7 separate regions of the Mus musculus genome follow, and regions 1, 3, 4, 5, 6 and 7 are each linked to region 2. The links are chromatin contacts, called in public ChIA-PET, HiCAR-type, HiChIP or PLAC-seq and promoter capture Hi-C maps. All regions are on one chromosome and are shown on one strand. Each heading gives the region's core, a stretch centred on a gene start, on an enhancer-like site or on the middle of the called end of the contact. The rest is flanking DNA. Distances are from core to core; before and after follow the strand shown. Region 1 holds the start of Pcyt1a (phosphate cytidylyltransferase 1, choline, alpha isoform). Region 2 holds the start of Osbpl11 (oxysterol binding protein-like 11). Region 3 holds the start of Umps (uridine monophosphate synthetase). Region 4 overlaps Itgb5 (integrin beta 5). Region 5 overlaps Kalrn (kalirin, RhoGEF kinase). Region 6 holds the start of Tm4sf19 (transmembrane 4 L six family member 19). Region 7 holds the start of Rnf168 (ring finger protein 168).

Region 1 (2,700 bases), core at 77-2,576, 750 kb after region 2:
GTGGCATGCACCTTTAATCTTGAGGCAGAGGCCAGGAGTCTCTGTGAGTTCAAGGCCACCCTGGTCTAGATGGTTCCAGGTCAGTGGCTATACATAGTGAGATCCTGTATTAATGCCTCAGAGCCAGCACTGGTGAGGCAGAAATAGGCAGATCTCTGAGTTCAAGGCCAGCCCGGTCTACAGAGGGAGTTCCAGGACAACCAGGGCTACATAGAGACACCTTGACTTGAAGAAACAAACTCACAAGCAAGAGCAAAGAAACAAAACCAAAACACTTTAAGTCCACCAAAATTTTTAAGCCCAACTGAAAATACTTGTCTCAGCCTCCTGGGTGTCTGAATTCTAGTTGTGTATCACCACACCCAGTTTTCAAACTTTAGCTCGTTTACTGCATACGTAGTAAGATGTAGGAAGCTAACTTTATAGCATCATTGCAAACACACCTGAAACCTATTTTATAAATCCTTACTATGTGAACACAGCGGGGATTTCTATTGTAGACCAGTTGTCTGTATTTAGTTAGTTGCCATCCAACTAAACTGTCTTCACAGCCCAATAGTAAACTGGGACTCAGAGTTGGGTGGCATAATCCAACTCTGAACTTTCCGCTTACTGACGAAGACACTAGCTCAGTGGTGAACTAAGTTTCTCACCCACGGAAGTTTGCCCGTAAAATTCAAACTCTGGTCTGGTCTCACACCAGTGCGGTTTCTTCGTAAGACCTGTGCCGGGTGGGTCCCTCGCTCATTCACTCACACTTTGTACACAAACACAAGTGCAAAGCACCACCCCCAATTCCTGATCTTACATTCTCCTCCAAGTCAGCCCTCAAAGTCGCTGCTTGTCGGTGAGCGCGCCCTCGCAGCCGCTGCTTCATGGTCCCTCGGATCAATCCCCTCAGTCACTATCCATCGATCAGTCAGTCCCCGGGTAGTCACTGCTGCATACTTACTCGGTCATGGTCCCGTCGCAGCCTCTGCCTCGTGCTCTCCGAGGTCAGAGTCCCTCGCATTTACTGCTCCGGGGGTCACAGACCCCTCACAAGCGGCCACCCCTGGGTCACAGTCCTCTTGGCTGTCATTGTACCTCGGTCACAGTAGCCTCCTGCTTCACACTTTCCCTAGCTGTCACTGGCCCACTCTTCAGTCGCAGCCCCCTCACGCTCCCAGCCCGCCTTTGTCCTCGCAAAGCACCCACTACCCGGAGTTTCCTTACCTCAACTCCTCCAGGCTCCGGTCCCCCTCGGATCCCTTCCCCGCGCCGCGTCACCGACTAGCGAAGTCAAATGGGTTGCGGGGAGACGCCCGGGAAACATCTGACCGGACTGCGGACCGGAAGTCCCGCCTCCCGCCCGCCCTCTTGTCAATGCCACCTCCGCATTCCTGAAAACCACAACCTGACAGAGTAGTTCCGCTTCCAGAGGGGCCGGGCGCGTGGGGTGACTGAGCCGAAGCGCTGGAGGCAGGCGCGGGGTCGGCGGGCTCGGAATTCCGGATGTGTGGCGCCTCCTGCCGCCGGTCTCCCGGCGTCCCCTGCGCCCGCTGCCCCTCGCCTTCTCCGCAGGGCTGGGGCTCCGATGTCCGACCTCCCCGAGGACTTCGAGCCCGCCGGCTCGGTCAGGCGAGCTCGGGTCTGAGCTCATCCTCTGTCTGCCAGTTATTCGGACCTGGGTTGACTCATCAGAAAACGAGCCTAGAAATCGACCCGGGAAGTAGTGGAGCAGGAGTAGAGGCGAGGGCAAAAATGCACAGACAAGGAGGCTGTAGTCTAGGGAACGAACTTCCTACGGTGAGCTTTTGGGGGATTTTGTTTGGCCGAGTCCCCCCCCCCCACACACACACACACACAACACACTTCTAAGATTTTGTGTGTCCACGGAGGCCATAAATGGGGTGACATGTCTTGGAGCTAGAGTTAACGGGCCTTTGTGAATACCTGGGTGCTGGGACCTGAACTCTAGTGGGTTTTGTTTTTTTTGGTTTTTTGGTTTTTTGTTTTTTGTTTTTTGTTTTTTTTTTTTTCGTTTTTTCGAGACAGGGTTTCTCTGTGTAGCCCTGGCTGTCCTGGAACTCACTCTGTAGACCAGGCTGGCCTCGAACTCAGAAATCCACCTGCCTGTGCCTCCCCAGTGCTGGGATTAAAGGCGTGCACCACCACTGCCGGGCTAATTCTAGTCTTAATTGAACAGTAAGTGCTTTTAACTCTTAACCACTGAACTCTCTCTCCAGACTTTTTGAGGGGAATTAAAAGTAACTATCAGACATGGCCTTTACTGTTGCCGAGACTGGCCTGGACCTTACTATTTGTCCCATGCCGGCCTTGAATTTGCAGTGGACCTCCTGCCTCAGACTCTAGAGTGCGGTCATTAGCCGCCACACCCTGTGCAATTCTGTAGCTGTAAGGCAAGTGGGAAGAAAACTCTACAGGAGAAAGATGGGGGGGGTGGGGGTAGACTTTTATGTATTTGTTTGCATTTTTTACTTGAAGATAACTGAGAGGAAAGAGGATGGGTGAACTTGTGCATCTGCTGAGGTGCTTCTAAGGAGAAAAATGATTAAAAGCTAGCACACACACTTAAGTTCAAATAGGTATTTGGACTTGGCAGATAAAATGCCCCCAAAAAAGGACTTCGTAGCTGGAGGAGACACCAAGGGCCTCTCTGGGGAAGATGGGCATCACAAAGGTAGTAGTTTAGACTGT
Region 2 (2,700 bases), core at 53-2,552:
ACAAGTTTTGAAGACCAGCATTTGCCTCTCAAAGCGCTGAGTTCCACAGTTTCTGCTCTAAGAGACGTTCAGGCTTGCTTGTAAACAGATTACAACAGAGGCAAAAACCAGAAGTGAGTGTAGAGATAAATCAGAGGAAGAATAAGCCCTTGGATAATCGAGAAAACTCTGGGGTACATTTCTGAATTCCTCAAAGGGCCTCAAAAAATTACCTGTTGAATGAATTTCTGAAGAAAGTCAATCCTGCTCACGAAAGCAGGGTTCTATCTCCAAGTCAGATCATCAGCCGCTTTGGAATTGGCCTTCCAACTGGGATATGCAGACCCCATCACACTCCGAGCCACCCCAGAACATCACTTTGGAGGGCCATACCTGTACTGCCAGCCTTTCGCACTGCCACCGCGGCTGCTGTTGCTGCTGCTACTGCTGATGGCACCCCCACAGCTGCTGTTGCCGCTGTTCTTGTTCGGGGTCACTGCTGTGGCCAAGCCCTCCAGCTTCCCTTCACTCTCGGAGACTTTCATCACCGATGCCGGCTCACCTCCCTGCATCTTAACTCCAAAGTTCATCTGCCCTTCTCGGGCGAGGGACACCAAGTGCAGAGTTATTTTGTAAGTACTTTTCCCCCTTTCTCTCTCTCGTTTTTTTACTCTCAACGGGATCTCAGACCTCGGCTAGAGTGGAAATCGACAGTGGTCCAGAAAAAGAGGACACGCATTTCCACTTTGGTTAAAAGTTTTAAAGAGCACGGGTACCCTTCAGATAGATGCCTCTCCCGAGCAAGAACAAGGAGGACAAATCACCCCGCCAGAGGGCTCGGTGCCACACTCCGAGGAGCAGCCGGGCGGCGCGGGCGAGGTCGCGGATCCTCTGCCTGGGAACGCGGGGCAAGGACGGGGTCCACGGCCCGGGAGCCCCGGAGCCCACGGCCTGACCTCAGGACTCGGGGGTCGGGCCAGCCGCGCCGCTTCTTCTCCTCAGCCGGGTCCTCGGGAGAAAGGGCCCTGTCCAGCCAGCTCCGCGGTTCCCACCGCAGCCCCGAACTGAGCCGGAGCGGTCGCGCGAAGCCCGCGGAGGGTCGGGCAGACGCCGCCGGGCAGGACGCGGGCTCCGAGGCCGCTGAGCTTGGGCCGGAGGCGAGGGGTTCACCGTGGCCTCCTCCGAGAGCGCTAGCCCTGGAGCCCCACGGAGTTCACAGGAGCCGACCGCTCCCTGGAGCTTCCTTAGCCCTAAACGTAAAAGCCAGAGCCAGGGCCCGGGCCGCCGCCCCACCCACAGCCGGTCACCCACCCGCCTGCTAGCTCTCCCCGCCTTCCTTTCCGGTGTCGTGTGAGCTCATTTCCGCTAGCATTGAAGCGGCGGCGCCATCTTTGATTGGGGCAGACGATCCCGAAAGGAGGCGGTGACCGGAGCCTCAAGGGAGAGAAGGAGCTGAAAGAAGCAGTGGGGAAAGAGGCAGCAGGCGGGAGGGAGGGAGAAAAAGGGAATGAAACGGTCTTGCTAAACAGGTCCTATACTCTCTTGGGGAGCCCCATTCCTTGCCTTTTAAGGGAACCTAAAAAAATAAGAATTTACAGAACAAAGTGGGGAAAAATAACTGATCAGTCATTTTTGAGCAACAAAAAACCCAACATGATATTGGACTAAGGTAAATCGTCTTAAAGAAAAGGAAATTGTCTTGGAAATTAGAGCTCTTGGTGATGCTGGAGAAACTTGAAGTAGATTGATATAAAAAGGATTTACTAATAAGCTTACTTAAAAAGGACCAATAACACTGGAAGAAAAGTAGTTTATTGCCACGTTTGTTACAAACTGTAAGAAAGAAAACTTTTACCATAATTGAAGTTTGGGGTCTCTGAAGAAGTTTCTCTTACTGTTTATCCCCTCAGCTTGACCTCCAGTTAGGCTCCACTCCCACAGCAAAAGGAGACAACCTGCCATTATACCCATCAAAGAGCATTCCTAAAACAAGACACAGGGGCAATGCAGGACCACAACCATCTGCAAGGCCCAGCCTGCCATTAACTCTTTGTCTAGGCACAGGGAAAGTTTACCTCTACCAGGTGGGCATGATTAACCTGGGTAACAACTACTTGAAAGAACCACACTGGTGTACTTAAGAAATAATCCTTAGCCGGGTGTGGTGACACACGTCTTTAATCCCAGCACTTGGGAGGCAGAGGCAGGCGGATTTCTGAGTTCGAGGCCAGCCTGGTCTACAGAGTGAGTTCCAGGACAGCCAGGGCTACACAGAGAAACCCTGTCTCGGAAAAAAAAAAAAGAAATAATCCTTGTCTTAGGGTTCTCTGGAGTCATAGAACATATGGAGTGTCTCTATATAGTAAGGGAATTTATTGTAATGACTTACAGTCTGTAGTCCAACTAACCCAACAATGGGCAGCTGTGAGTGGGAAGTCAGGCCTGTGAGGCTAGTATAAGCTGGTCTTCTGTGGAAATAGATTCCAACAGACTTGCTAGCAAGTAAGTACAATCAGTTGAAGAAGAGTGAACCTTCTTTCTTCAAGGTCCTGATGTAGGCCTCCAGTAGAAGATGTGGCTTAGATTAAAGGCGTGTGCCACCATACCTGAACCTAAAACTTGCTTTGTCCCAGGCTGACTTTGAACTCAAAGATTTGCTTACCTCAGTCTCCTAGAATTAAAGGTGTGTGTACCTTGCCTGGGCCTAAGATTTTCATGGCC
Region 3 (2,700 bases), core at 7-2,506, 780 kb before region 2:
ATTCTGTCAATTAACAGCACACAGAGATGAACGTAGTTGTTGACCTAGCAAGAAGAACAAAGCATTTTAACATCTGAATTCTTATTTAATCAAGGCCTTACTGAAGTTGCTGGTAATGAGAAACAACTGTCAAGACAACAAATTTTACCTGTCATGGTGGTGAACACTTTTAATTCAAGCACCCAGGAGGCAGAGGCAGATGGATCTCTGTGAGTTCGAGGGCAATCTGAGCCTTCACTACATTGTGAAGTCTACATCAGGCTGGGTAACATAAGGAAGCCCTGTTTCAAACCCAAAACAAACGCTGGGATCTATGGGGGTTTCCACGCTGGGAGCTCAACACGATCTCTTTAGAGAAAACAAAGAGACAAAATGAAATCTCAGTCTGTTTGATAAGTGGCATTTCCTTAAAATAGGAAAATACAGTCAATCCCAGCACTTGAGAGGCAGGTGGATCTCTGAGTTCGAGGCCAGCCTGGTCTACAGAGTGAGTTCCAGGACAGCCAAGGCTATACAGAGAAACCCTGTCTCAAAAAAAAAAAAAAAAAAAAAAAAAAAGAAAAAAAGAAAAAAACAAACAAACAAACAAAAAGGAAAATACAGTCTTAGGGGATTATCATTATTATTAACACAGGCTCACTAGATACCTAGGTCAGCCTTGAACTTGGAATCCTCCCATTTCAGGTTCTTACATAGCTAGGACTACAGGAGTTCACTTAACCAGCTAAGGGTTTTGTAAACCAAATATGCTTGAGTTTTCAAACTGCCCAACATTCCCCTTCCAGTTAGCCAATAGATACTGTCAGTTGATCCTCCCTAACTGGCCCCACCCTTCTTCATCTGGTACACTTCAAGTGGTCTAAAGGAAGTTTGTCAGCCCCTGAGTGCACGGTGACCTGCTTCAGATTTCTATGTGCAAATTACTATGAAACTCTCCCACGCCAACTGCTGTAAAATTAATACAAGAAGGTAGCCACAGGCTCTGTCTTAGAGGATTTTTATTTTATGGAAAGAAACCCTGAGAGATTAGGGAAGTGGCTGTTAACAGTGACTGGATCAGATAAAGAAGCGCTCAGCTATAAACAAAACAAACAAAATAAAAAATGAACGAAGCCTACAGATCCCTCCGGGGGAAATCAGGCTTCGATCTAGCTTTCAGGTTTGAAAACCCACCTCCCCAACCAGGAAGCATCTAGAACACTCAATGAAGCCCGCGGCCCGGGCCGGAAAGGGGGGCGGAAGAGGCGGGACTTCTGGGTGACGTCACGGGCCCCAAGCCCCTCGGCTTCCAGAGCGAACTGAGCGCGCGAGAATGGAGGTCGCCAGCCAAGCCCTGGGCCCCTTGGTCACCGAGCTGTATGACGTGCAGGCTTTCAAGTTCGGGAGCTTCGTCCTGAAGAGCGGGCTCTCCTCCCCAGTCTACATCGACCTGCGGGGCATCGTGTCACGCCCGCGTCTTCTCAGTCAGGTACCAGCCCCGAGGGACGGGATGGCTCCGGGTGGCGGGAAAAGAGAGCAGGAGATGGCGGGGGTGGCCGAAATTGGGGACAAGGGAGAGCCACAGACCAGGCAGGCAAGCCCTCCCGACTGCTGGTCTGGAGAGTGTGGAGGAGCTTGGGGACCGGGAGCCTTCAGCTTCTTTGAGACCTTGTTTCTGGACCGATCGGTGTAGACACGTGTTTTGCGAGAGTCCGGGTGTCCTGTTGGGCTCTGGCCGGCGGAGAAGTCCTTGAGTGAGTTCTGTGTACCTAACCCCCAGAAAGTGACAATTAGGGAGGAAAGGAAAAGGCGGGAGGGTGGAGAAATTAGTAGCGGATCAAACGACTCGATTTAATAGTGCATGGCCAGTAGCAAGAAGTGAAAGCCATATGGTGGATACCAGAAAGGCAGAATTTTTTGGTTGGCAAGGGTAAAGTGTGCACTTAGAGGTTTCTAGCCTGTTGTTTCTCAAACCTCGTGTCGGTTGTCTGTGAGTCACCGCCAAGTCGGCCTTGAGGCAGTGCTTTCTAGAATAACAAGCCTCCAGCCGAACTGCATGCAGATGGCATTTAGAATAAAAGGTTAGAAATGGCAGGAAGTGTTGCTAGGGACTCTGTGTGGATTATAGATCATTGTGAAGTTTGTATTAGCGTTTATAGTGGGTGTGGGTGTGTGTCCAGGTGTGCACGTGCCGTGGTACACTTTCGAAGATCAGAGTGTGTTCTCGCCCTCCCTCTCTGTCTTGAGGGTTAAACGGATTGAACTCAGGTGGTCAGGCTGGGCAGAAAAACCTTTACCAGAGGAGCCAGTGTGCCTGCCAGAATTGTTAATAAATAAAGCACTGGGGTTGGAGTCAAAAGTTAAAGGTCCCACTTCATAGTGCTGCTCAAGGCCAGCCTGGGCTACATGAGAATTTGTCCCAAGACCAAACATACTAATGGAATAGTTAAAAGTTACTAGTGGCTACTTTGTTGCCTAGTGTAACTGTAGAATATTTCCATTATTTGCAGAGGTCTATCAAGACATAATATGTATGTAGCCAGGTATGGTGGTGCACATCTATAATTCCTGCATTCAGGAAGCTGAGGCAGGAGAATTGTGAGTTTGAGGTCAGCCTGGGTTGCACAGGGAGACCCTGTTTTTAAAAACCAACCCCTCTGCCCTCAATGTACTGTTCCTATCACATACTTAAGGTTTGTTTCTTGGGTACCCATTTTGCCT
Region 4 (2,700 bases), core at 148-2,647, 750 kb before region 2:
GAGTATTCTAAAGCAAACGTAAAGAAAACCAGATGAGGAAGGACTGCCAAGGCCTGTACTTGATGACATTGTGGAGGGCACCAATGCTCATGTCCTTAAGGGATCCTAGTCCCCAGTGGAGACTCTAGTAGGTATAGTTTGGTGGCCATCTGACTGCTCACTGCCTTTTAAAGACAGCAAAAGAGCGAAGGAGGTGGTTTAGTGCCTTTGCCTAATATGCTCAGAGCCTTGCTTCCATCTCCAGCACCACACATCAAACACAAAGCTAAATGTAACCAGGCGAAGATGTGGCATCCCCCACTGTGTCCTTCACACTGGATGCTGTTCCTAACTAATAATAGGGATCTTTCCCAGGGAGGTGGGCTGGGCCCCAGCATCTGCAACATAGTACCACAAAGTAATACTGGTAGTGACTGGTAGCAGAAGGCATGAGACTACTGCCTGTCATCTTGACTCAAAGTCTCCCAGTGTCCATTAGAAACTATAACCTGCCCAACATCAGAACCTTACAGATCTGATACATTGTATCCTTATTGGAATGTCTGCCCTTAGACACCATTGACATCTTAGTATCTGTGCACCCATGTCCTCTCCTAGCCATAGGCACACATGTATTAAAGTGACAAGGGACATTTGGCTCCTGCTCCCAGGATCAATAAAACCATCAATTGCCAGTGTTACAGGGCCCAGAGGACTTAAAGTGAAGTCTCTTCATAAAAAAGTCAAGTCAAGCCGGGCGGTGGTGGCGCACGCCTTTAATCCCAGCACTTGGGTTGCAGAGAAAGGCGGATTTCTGAGTTCGAGGCCAACCTGGTCTACAAAGTGAGTTCCAGGACAGCCAGAGCTACACAGAGAAACCCTGTCTCGAGGGAAAAAAAAAAAAAAAAAAAGTCGAGTCAATGAACTGGAGATATGGCTCAGCGGTTGTTAAGAGCACTGACTGTTCTCCCAGAGGTCCTGGTTCAGTTACCAGCAACCACATGGTGGCTCACAACCATCATATGCCTTCCTCCAGTGTGTCTGAAGACAGCTATATAGTGTACTCATATAAATAAATAAATGAATTTTAAAAAAAGTCAAACCAAATTACAATGCTATCAAGACAAAGGACACTGAATTCAATGATGCCTGTTTAATATCATGCATACATAAATATGTTTTTATCACACAGACAGGGAATATTAAGGACAGTGGCGCACTGCCAGGAATGGCTACACATGTAACTTACAATCAGCACCTCCTTTGTCAGAATGATTGGCAGCTAAATGAACAGGAAGTTGTAAATGTGCTTGTTTATACAGAATTTCAGCTCTACAGAATTCACCAAACAGTGCTTGTGTGGGCTGGCAGCCAAGTCTCCCTGCCTCTTTCTACTAAACAGAATATTGGCTATTCAGAGGCCTGGACTAGAGTTGGGGAGCCAGTGGCCTGACAGGCAATGCGGGGCAGTGAGAGGAAGCTCAGCACTGATGCTTCATGAAGGTGGAGAAGATGGAGGGGGAGGGTATCAATGGGGTCCCAGGACGAGGCCCAACAGGCAGGCAGGCAAGACTGTGGGGCTGTGAGCACAGACATCTCCCACAGGCAAGCTGGACAAGACAGGACAGGAAGGAAACAAGAGGATTGCAGAGCTTTCTTCTGAAAGAAGGAGGTTTGGGGAAACCGCTCTGGGGAGAAATAGAGGTGTGGAAACTCAGGAATCGCAGGCAGATTGGCAGAGAGAAGACGACTGAGGCCAAGGCTGGGCCTCTGTGAGATGCCCTGCAGGGCTGAGCTGAAGATGCCCAGAAAGTAAAGGGAGCATGGGCTAGACCAAGTTCAAATCCTCCCTGTGCACTGTGACCTTGAAGAAGGCTCTAAACTCCTGGAACGTGTTTCCTTTCCTGTCAGTAAGAATAACACTGTATGGCAATGCCCTAAAAAATACCTGCCCTTATGCAAGGGAAGCCTGCGACATGGTCTATGGCCCATGGCGTGCCCTGGAAATGAGACAGAAATGCCTGCCCCAAACAGTGGGGCTTGGATAGAAGGGAGAGCTATGAGGCAGACACTGAGGACTTTAGGAAACAGGGTGATTGTGTCAGAGACAAGACAAGTAGAGGACCTGACAGCGGGGCAGCACCACCTTGAAGGATGGAAGGAATAAAGAGCGGAGAGCTGTGGACTGCAGGCGTCCCCGAGCAGAGAGGAGGCGCTGCCCAGCCTCCCTAGGCCTACTCCACGATCACAGAGACATCACTCTCAGGACAAGCAAGGGTGGGGCTGGCCATGAAGAGACATATGACCCAGGCAGGGGACACTGAAACATCTAGATCTTGAGGCAGCGGTCGGCAGGATTCTGGGGTCAGATTCTAGCCTGTACCCTAGTCTGCCTTACGTCTTGGCTCTTTATTTCTAAGTGAGGCTAGTAGAAACGGCTCCTTACTAGGTAGCCCTGTGAGGTAAGCCTACCTGTAGGCTTCAACGTGCTTGGCATTCGGTAAGCACCGCCTTCCTCACTCCTATTGTTGCTGTCATGCTAGAGGGCGGCTTCGTGCCAACTTGATGGAAGGCCTCCAAAGCTGGAAGTTCCCACGGGTTACCTGTCCACGCCCAAGCTGGGGTGCAAAGGACCTACACTGCCTTTGAGCACCAGAGCTTGGTGGAGCTGCTGAACCTCAGCCAGGAAGTCTAGGCAGAGTGGCTGACAACGCAAAAGGC
Region 5 (2,700 bases), core at 25-2,524, 900 kb before region 2:
GGGTGTGGAGATGGATTTTATTTGGGCAACTGGGGCCCTGTCTGAAAGAGTAACATAAATATCAAAAGTTTTGTTGCTCCCTTTCATTGGGCCCCTAACACACTGTGTGAACTCTGGGTCCTATTAAAGGAGTCTTTCCAAAAGGCCTTGCTAAGTATTATGGGAAACCACAAAGAGAATACAGCCAAAGTGCACAGGGCCAGATATGGCTGTGTGGAGTTCCAGTTTGGGTACCTTGCTTGAAGCTGCTTTATTTCAGTAGCTCGGATAGACTGGGCACAGTGTCACACCACAGTCCTAACGCTGGGACTGAAGCCAGGAGGTCAAGGCCAGCCTGGGCAGCACAGGGAGGGAAGGGGACAAGGTACTCACATGGAAGCCTTTACTCTGCAGACCCTGAGCATCTGTGCTCTCTGGCCACAAAGGGCCATGGTGGCACCTTTACTTTATGACCTCTGTCCCTGTGGAACTGTCAACCTGTGACCTGAAGCTTCATCTTAGGTAGCTTACCACTGGGATCTAAATTAAAAACAGCAGACTCCCATTCCCTGCCTCTTCCCTTGGCCATTCCCACTCATCCTGAGCACCCACCCATCCCACTCACCCAAAGGCGGGGATCAGCTTCTGTCCTGAGGTCTCGCCATCCACAGCTCCTGCCTCTCCCAGGACCCACCACCTCCACAGTTATGGCCCCCATCTCAGGTGTGTCTAGGGACCCCTCTTTGGATACATTGTAGATCTGATTGTGGGCCGTTGTTCTAAGTCAGTTCAGGGATAGGCCTAGAGACATGGCTGAGCAGTTAAGTCCAAGAAGTCTTGGGTTTGATGTGCAGCACCCACTTGTCAGCTCACAACTGTCTGGGAACTTCAGTTCTAGGGTATCTGACTCCCTCTTTTGGTCTCCATGGGAACTGCATGCATGCAGTACAAAGACATGCACACAAGTGAAAACACCCATACACATAAATAGTAACAACAAAGGTTAAAAAAAAGAAAAGCCAGCAACAACCCTGCTTGTTCATTTGTGTTCTGTCAGAGTCAGAAGCCTCAGCAACCCTTGTAAGGTTTGTTTCAAGCTTTCTAATTTTTAATCTCCCAGTTCCTTGTGATTTGGTTTAGAAATTCTGTCCCTTCAGCCTAACAAATAGTGCTTCCATTTGAGAGCGTCAGCAGCCAGCCATACTACACTGACTCCCTCTCTCCTCACACAGCTAGTGATCCGGCTCAGTCCCAGGGAGGTGGTCAGGTCTAAATTTAACTCTGACCCTTCTGCCAGCGAGGCAAGCCAGAGCTTTGAGAGCAAAACCAGAGCTGGGCTGTTCCCAGGGAGTGTGTATGTGTGGGAGAGGGGAGGGGGAAGGGAGGGGGATGGGCCTTTCCAAGAGCCTAAGCTGCCCTGGGAGAAGATGAGGAGGCAGTGGGGGGCGGGGCGGGACCACAGGTATCACTGTTGGCCTTTATCCTAGCTTGTCTGAGTCGCTCAGAGAAAGTCCCTCACACTCTCCGGCCCTCCCAGATTCCTCCCATTGTAAAATGTCCATGACATAACTCAGTGGCTTGTAATTGCCATGGCTACTTGCCAAACATTATGCTACAATTATGTGTTCACCTTTGTCTCCTAATCCAAAGACAACCGGTCACAGGTTAGAGAGATACACAACCTGCTCATTGTGCTATGTTGATAGCTTGCCACCACCGGCTCCAGGCTTGAGTCGGTTGGCATCTTCTTCTGTATCCGTGGGTGCATATGGCAGAGACGGGGCGGGACCAGTGTCTGAAGTCCTGGTTGTAGAATGGCTGTGTCAAGACGGGCACTAGGAGCAGAGCACTGAAGGCAGTTTAGCCCCATGTGTAAGTACGGTCCGTCGCATTCAGCACTCTGTGCCGTAGAATGCGTCTGTGTGATGCTTCTGGCCTTGGGTCAGGTTATGATTCAATGGGATCATCTCTGTGTTTCTATCTGATCTCTGACAGATGCTTAGCAAGCAGTCCTATGAGTTCCTGTGTCTTTACAAAGTGCCTTCACTGGAAGTTAAGAGGCAAAAAAGAGCCCAAAGCTTTTGTGGGGAAATGCCTGGTTAGTATCACAAGTGGACTTGACTGGGAGGGAGTGTAGGCCAGCCAGCTATCTGGGGCTTAGCTGTCTCTTCTCTTCTCTCTCTCTCTCTCTCTCTCTCTCTCTCTCTCTCTCTCTCTCTCTCCCTCCCTCCCTCCCTCTCTCCCTCTCTCTCTCCCTCCCTCCCTCCCTCTCTCCCTCTCTCTCTTCCTCTCTCTCTTCCTCTCCCTCTCCCTCTCCCCCCCTCGCTCTCTCGCTCTCAGTAAACGATCTAATCATGAGCAGTTCTTTTAGCGCTGAGTTTCTCGCTGGCATCAGTGCTCCCTAAGTGTGCCAGCTCTGTCTGGTAACCTGACTTCCATAGGCCAGTTCCTTCCACAGTCTGCTCTAGAGAACATAGGTGGTTGTGAGGATTTAGGTGAAAACACAGAGTTCCTGGCTCCCGAGCTCAGAGGATGCAGGCAGACTCTAGCTCGAGGGCTGTAACGTTCTCCCCAGCGCCAGGTGTTTTTTGTCCTTACAAGGCCTTCATTCCGAACGAGCTCCTAAGTGGGATGGGGTGGACAAGTGAGCACTGCTTTCAAGGAGACAGATGTGGGACATGGGCCTCCTGTCTGGGCCTTTTGCCTGATCTTTGGGCTGTA
Region 6 (2,700 bases), core at 122-2,621, 780 kb after region 2:
TGTCCCTGAAGGTTCTGGCCCTGCTCAGTCACTAGTAACCCTTGGCTGGCCTGCCCTGAGAAGAGCAAGAGGGCCCTACTCCATCTACAGAGAAAGGATGCTGTGACTCGGTTTGCCTTTCACTTCCTCTCTGAGACTGTTCCCTTAGAAACCACAACGCCCCGAGACAGCCTTCCAAACATGTGAGTCAGATTAGCAAAGAGCCCATTTTCTCGTGAGTAGAGGCAGCCGAGATCAGAAGGTCAAGTTTGGTTTGGTTTGGTTTTTGAGACGGGGTCTCTTGTAGCAGAAGCTGGCCTTGAATTTCTGATTTTTCTGCCTCCACCTCCCAAGTGATAAGACCGAAGGTATGTACCATTATTCCCCCAAAGGTCAAATCTTAAAACTAGGCTGTAGAGGAGGCCCTCCCTAGAACCTGAGGTGCAGGCCGTGTGAACCAATCATCAGCCACTGTCTGGGCCCAGGAGCACTTGCCTGGGAGGAAGAGCACAATTTCTGTGTCCGGTTTCCCCACTCCCATCTCTCCCTGCATCCTTTAGTAGATGTTAAGCCAGACAACTGCACTAGAACCTAGGGAGAAAACGGTGAAAATCAAAACAAAGCAGTCCCTTCCCTCGAGGACTATAGAGCTAGGGGAACAGAGAAAAAGGAGGAGAATAAAGGGCAGAAGCTCTCTCACAGGACTGCTTGACCCTTGCCTGAAACAACAAGGGCTCCTGGAAGGAGTGCTGTCATGGCAAAACTTAACTATTAAGGAGGCACTGGATGGGAAAGGTATTCTAGGCAGGTACAGAGGCCTGAAGTTCACCAAGACAAGTTCACTGAGAGACAGCCTCAAGTCCCAGTGGTTAAGCAGCAGAGCTGGTATCGCAAGACTGGCAGTCTAAACGGCTAAGCCCTGCTGGTCTAGGATATATCATTTTAGAGGACCCTCTCATCTCTTCTTACCTGTTTGTGATGGCAAGAATCAGGATAGGAGAACAAGAAAGTGGAGGAGACACTCTTCAAAATGGACCTTGGCCCCTCGGGCAGCCCCAGCCGGCTAGGCTTGCAGGGTCGGGAAGGTCCTGCATATGTAGCGGTTGCCTGGGTATTCATGTGAACTCGAGTGGGCGTGGGTGTCCACAGCTGCCCACGGGCCTCCACTGAAAAATCATTCTGTCCCAGGCGAAGCCTGTGCTCGTGACCCACTCATTCTCTGCTCACTTTCATGTGATTCCAAGGAAGGACACATGGACTCACAAGCTCAACGGTCTTAGTGAGTCACTGATGCACCCAGGAGCAGTCCCTCAGCCTCCTCTGCCACCAGCGCCCTTTCCACATCAGCTGCTCCATCCGGCTGTGTCATCCTTCCTTGTACCATCTGGGCTCTTCTGAGAGAGCACCCCTGAGCACCCACCCTTTCTTCCTTCTCACCCCACTTTCTCAGCCTCGTCGTCTTCCTTCTCCCTCGTGTTCAAGCACAGGGCATCCATCATCCTGGAGTGTCACAGTCGCACAAACACTGTGTGTCACACAGGGATGGCTCCAGACAGGCCTTTGGTAAGCTCCTATTCAAGGCCCCAGCCACTGGATGTAGAAGCTCCCTGCAATCCTAAAAAGACAGAAGTGGAAGCAGGAACCCGGTCTCAAAAGTAAGATAGAACAAAAGCAAAAACTAATAGCTTAAAATTCTGTGTCACATTAACAGCAAAAATGACAACTAATACCCGAGAATTTCTGTATCTTTATTTCAAGAAGCCAGATAAAACATTCCTCCTAATTAACTTCCTTCCTCATACTTAGCAGGGACAATTATAGAGACAGAATACACCATATGTGGTTCTTGGTTGTTGCAGCCAGTTTAAAAATTTATAAAAAGTAAGCCGGGCAGTGGTGGCGCACGCCTTTAATCCTAGCACTGGGGAGGCAGAGGCAGGTGGATTTCTGAGTTTGAGGCCAACCTGGTTCTACAGAGTGAGTTCCAGGACAGCCAGGGCTACACAGAGAAACCCTGTCTTAAAAAACCAAAAAGAGGGGGAAAAAAGAATTTATAGAAGATAGAATTAAGTTCACAAATTCTGGAAGTGGAGTGAGACACAAATTGCTTTAAAAATTATTCTTGTAATGTGTATAGGAATTTTATTTTATTTTTCATTGATTTTATTTTTAACATATATAAGAAATAAATGTAATAAACCAAATACATGGACAAAAAAAAATACAAGAATCATATGATCATTTCAATGGAAGAAAAAAGAAAACGTCTTTGATAAGATTCAACATGAATTCCTTTTTTGTTTGTTTGTTTTGTTTTGTTTTGTTTTTTTGTTTTTTAGTTTTTTTGAGACAGGGTTTTCTCTGTGTAGCCCTGGCTGTCCTGGAACTCACTCTATACCAGGCTGACCTCGAACTCAGAAATCTGCCTGCCTCTGCCTCCCAAGTGCTGGGATTAAAGGTGTGCGCCACCACACCCAGCTCTCAACATGCATTCTTAATAAAAGCCCTAGAACAAATAGGACTGTAGGAAACATGTTCTAACATAATAAAGGTTATAAATGACAAACACATGGTCAATATCATCCTAAATGAATAAATCCATTAATAAGCCCCATTAACATCAGGAATGAGAGAGGACTGCCCACTCTCCCTACTGCTCATCCATAACGTGATTGAAAGCAGTAAGGCAAGAGAAGGGATACAAATGGGAAAATATTAAGT
Region 7 (2,700 bases), core at 81-2,580, 910 kb after region 2:
CACAGCAGATGAACACAACTTGACCATTACTACACGTGATGTAACTCTGTCCTTGACTTTAACTGATGTGTGGGCAGGGCTTATAAAACCACAAATCCTCACGATTCAGACTATTTAGCCTTCTTTTTCTTTTTCTTTAAATTAGAAAATGATGGTTCGAGCCCTGCGATGGTGGCTCATACCTTTAATCCCAGAACTCAGGAAGCAGAGGTAGGTGGATCTCTGGGTTCGAGGCCAGCCTGATCTACATTGTGAGTTCCAGGACAGCCAGGGCAACACAGAGGAACCCTTTCTCGAAAAGCAAAAACAAAAATGGTTCCCTTTCAAAGGGATTTTGGGCCGTTTTACCCAATAAACATGCTTAATTTTACTTACTGATTTCCTTTGATTCTTGTCCAGAGATTCTAAGCTTGCATTCCTTTGCATAGTGTTTTTGAATAATCTCCCACAGGTCTGTATTGACCAGAGAATTTCTTCGGGTATGGTACCGAGTCCACGAAGAGACCCGGCGACGACAGAAGGGACAGCATAGATTGGCCTTTTCAACAGTGGACTGGAAGCATGGGTTACAGAGCGTGTGGTTGCAAGGTAGGGTTACAGGCTCTAGGAGGATTTCCATACAGATCCCGCACTGACATTCGGCTAAGGAAGGGATGGAGGTTTTAGGTGCAGCCATCTTCATATGCTAATGAGACCTACCCAACGTTAAAATCAGAAAGGGACTAAAGTCGTCTTTCGCCTAATCACGCCCAGAACGGAGAAAAGCAGCGAGCCGTTTGGTGTTTACTCTCACACACAGCAGCGGACTGAGATCCAGAAGGCCTGAGTTCCCACGGGCCCGAGACAAGCAGGAGCTGTGATGTCAGGTCAACAGTTATGCCCTGAGTCCAGCAAGGGAATGAAAGAACGTTCCTCCGGGAGTCGGCGGCCTCGGGGCGGAGAGTGGTTCTGTCTCCCCGCGCCACACAAGCGCTCATCCAGCTCCCCTTCTTACGCGGTGAGGACCCGCCTCTACGCGCGAGGCGGCCGGGCTTGCCAGAGCCGGAAGCCCGGGCACCGCCGCTCCCAGAGCACCCGGTACCGCCCGGAATCCGGGCTCGGGCCGCCGCGGGACTTCCGTCTCGCCGTTGCGGTGGAGGCAGCCCTCCAGTGCCCACGCTCCAGCTTCTGGAACACCTCGCGGTACCCCCCGGGTCCCGAGACCCAGCCGCTCGCACCCGCTGTCCTGCCAATCGGTCTACTGGCCGCGGCCGGAGCAGGTACCCGGGCTCCACGGACGTCACAATTCCCCGCCAAAACGGCACGTCTTCCCCCAAGGAACCGCTCAGTCGGGCGGGACTTCCGGGAGCTGCGTCTGCGTTCCCGCCTAGCCTGCTAGTAGCAACTCCTCCCGCTTTTGGTCGCTCGGCTACTGTAGGCTGCAGAATCTTGCTTACTCAAGTAACTCTCTAAACCAAGATCCGAACAGGAATTTTTGTAATTATTCTTTCAGTATTCTTTAGGCTACCCTTCTCCTAACAAAGCTTTCTAAAGTTCTTAGTGCTAAAAGAAGAAATTACAACAAATTTACCTTAAAGATTTTTCTTAGCATTTATTTGCAACACTAGCATTTTATAGAATGAGCAGCAGATATTGGCCTTATAGACAAGTGACGCTCAAGGAGAGCAGCAACAAAGAGTTACACCTGTGGTTTCAAAGAATCCTTGTAAAGGTTAAATAAGGTGGGGGTGATATCCTTATGGTACTGGCTAAAACAGCAATGTAGAGATTTGGCTGTTATTGCTTTCCCTCTTGTTTTGGGGGTGCTTGGCTTGGGCCCTCTACCCCAGACTTTAGCATGAGTAAATGCCTATTGGGTTTGGTATGTGGAGTCTGAAGAACTCAACAAGAGACCCATTTCTATAATCAATCCCAGCATTTGGGAAGTAGTCACAAAAGGATTATTATAAACTAGCCTTGGCTACATAACTGGTTCCAGGTCAACCTGGGCTATATGAGACCCTTCCTCAATTGGTCAGCTGGTTCCCAAAACATTGCAGGCAGAGGCAGGAGGGTCTCTGTGAGGTAGAGATCAGCCTGGTCTATACAGTGAGTTTAGTAAGAGACTCTGTTTCAAAAAGGAAGGAAGGAAGGAAGGAAGGACCTCTGAACTAGGCATGGACACGTGTGTCTTGTAATTGAGGCATTTAGGTAGCAAAGGCAGAGGCAGAAACAGGAGGACCTGGAGTTGGAGTCTGTGATGGTTTGCATATCCTTGGCCCAGGGAATGGGACTATTAGAAGGTGTGGCCCAGTTGGAGTAGGTGAGTCACTATGGGTGTGGGCTTTAAGACCCTCATCCTAGCTGCCTGGAAGCAGTATTCTGCTAGCAGCCTTCAGATGAAAATGTAGAACTCTCAGCTCCTCCTGCACCATGCCTGCCTGGATGTTGCCATGCTCTGGCACCTTGATAATGGATTGAACCTCTCAATTTGTAAGCCAGCCCTGATTAAATATTGTCATAAGAGTTGCCTTGTGGCCAGGCGTGGTGGCACACGCCTTTAATCCCAGCACTCGGGAGGCAGAGGCAGGTGGATTTCTGAGTTCAATCCCAGCCTGGTCTACAAAGTGAGATCCAGGACAGCCAGGGCTATACAGAGAAACCCTGTCTCAGAAAAACCAAACCAAAAAAAGAGAGAGAAAAAAAAGAAAGAGTTGCCTT

The links. Promoter capture Hi-C pulls out the DNA fragments that hold promoters and counts their contacts. ChIA-PET counts read pairs in DNA pulled down with a chosen protein or histone mark. HiCAR-type assays count read pairs that join an accessible place to other places. HiChIP or PLAC-seq counts read pairs in DNA pulled down with a chosen protein or histone mark.
Region 1: a contact with region 2 is called in an RNA polymerase II ChIA-PET map of memory CD8 T cells, with 9 read pairs. The contact joins the promoter of Pcyt1a here to the promoter of Osbpl11 in region 2. A contact is called at or near these places in 1 of 484 Hi-C or Micro-C datasets (B cells) and 3 of 115 datasets of contacts at active chromatin or transcription factors (embryonic stem cells, memory CD8 T cells and microglia).
Region 3: a promoter capture Hi-C map of the HPC-7 cell line shows a contact between it and region 2. The contact joins the promoter of Umps here to the promoter of Osbpl11 in region 2. A contact is called at or near these places in 6 of 39 promoter capture datasets (the 3T3-L1 cell line, the HPC-7 cell line, cranial neural crest and 3 more), 1 of 15 datasets of contacts at CTCF or cohesin (large pre-B cells), 7 of 484 Hi-C or Micro-C datasets (B cells, CD4 T cells, the G1E-ER4 cell line and 4 more), 12 of 115 datasets of contacts at active chromatin or transcription factors (the SCID.adh cell line, T-cell acute lymphoblastic leukemia, astrocytes and 9 more) and 1 of 9 other capture datasets (liver).
Region 4: a contact with region 2 is called in a HiCAR-type map of astrocytes, with 2.1 times the contacts expected there. The contact joins the enhancer-like site here to the promoter of Osbpl11 in region 2. A contact is called at or near these places in 3 of 484 Hi-C or Micro-C datasets (cerebellum, olfactory sensory neurons and pro-B cells) and 4 of 115 datasets of contacts at active chromatin or transcription factors (astrocytes, embryonic midbrain, large pre-B cells and 1 more).
Region 5: an H3K27ac HiChIP or PLAC-seq map of epiblast stem cells shows a contact between it and region 2, with 4 times the contacts expected there. The contact joins the enhancer-like site here to the promoter of Osbpl11 in region 2. A contact is called at or near these places in 2 of 39 promoter capture datasets (cranial neural crest and pre-B cells), 5 of 115 datasets of contacts at active chromatin or transcription factors (T-cell acute lymphoblastic leukemia, astrocytes, cardiomyocytes and 2 more) and 1 of 9 other capture datasets (embryonic stem cells).
Region 6: an H3K27ac HiChIP or PLAC-seq map of microglia shows a contact between it and region 2, with 25 times the contacts expected there. The contact joins the promoter of Tm4sf19 here to the promoter of Osbpl11 in region 2. A contact is called at or near these places in 2 of 115 datasets of contacts at active chromatin or transcription factors (bone marrow-derived macrophages and microglia).
Region 7: a contact with region 2 is called in an RNA polymerase II ChIA-PET map of memory CD8 T cells, with 7 read pairs. The contact joins the promoter of Rnf168 here to the promoter of Osbpl11 in region 2. A contact is called at or near these places in 1 of 115 datasets of contacts at active chromatin or transcription factors (memory CD8 T cells) and 1 of 9 other capture datasets (liver).

The regions. Positions count from the first base shown.
Region 1 is chr16:32,429,547-32,432,246 of GRCm38.p6, reverse strand. Pcyt1a (phosphate cytidylyltransferase 1, choline, alpha isoform) reads right to left here and starts at 1,326. Exons shown (of 9, transcript NM_009981.4): 1 at 1,216-1,326.
Region 2 is chr16:33,183,673-33,186,372 of GRCm38.p6, reverse strand. It overlaps Osbpl11 (oxysterol binding protein-like 11), which reads right to left and starts at 1,302. Exons shown (of 13, transcript NM_176840.3): 1 at 373-1,302. The coding sequence starts at 569.
Region 3 is chr16:33,965,594-33,968,293 of GRCm38.p6, reverse strand. Umps (uridine monophosphate synthetase) reads left to right here and starts at 1,256. Exons shown (of 6, transcript NM_009471.3): 1 at 1,256-1,468. The coding sequence starts at 1,313.
Region 4 is chr16:33,933,523-33,936,222 of GRCm38.p6, reverse strand. The region is part of intron 10 of Itgb5 (integrin beta 5); the gene reads right to left. Among named protein-coding and RNA genes, the nearest start is that of Umps, 32 kb to the left of the region's middle. Within about 2 kb of position 1,397, at least 55 of the 459 cell types and tissues checked have an H3K27ac peak or open chromatin away from gene starts, as enhancers often do. A contact at or near this core is called in astrocytes, where this site is marked.
Region 5 is chr16:34,080,890-34,083,589 of GRCm38.p6, reverse strand. The region is part of intron 34 of Kalrn (kalirin, RhoGEF kinase); the gene reads left to right. Among named protein-coding and RNA genes, the nearest start is that of Gm41448, 38 kb to the left of the region's middle. Within about 2 kb of position 1,274, at least 69 of the 459 cell types and tissues checked have an H3K27ac peak or open chromatin away from gene starts, as enhancers often do. A contact at or near this core is called in cardiomyocytes and epiblast stem cells, where this site is marked.
Region 6 is chr16:32,399,177-32,401,876 of GRCm38.p6, reverse strand. It overlaps Tm4sf19 (transmembrane 4 L six family member 19), which reads right to left and starts at 1,371. Exons shown (of 5, transcript NM_001160402.1): 1 at 949-1,371.
Region 7 is chr16:32,276,091-32,278,790 of GRCm38.p6, reverse strand. Rnf168 (ring finger protein 168) reads right to left here and starts at 1,330. Exons shown (of 6, transcript NM_027355.2): 1 at 376-1,330. The coding sequence starts at 682.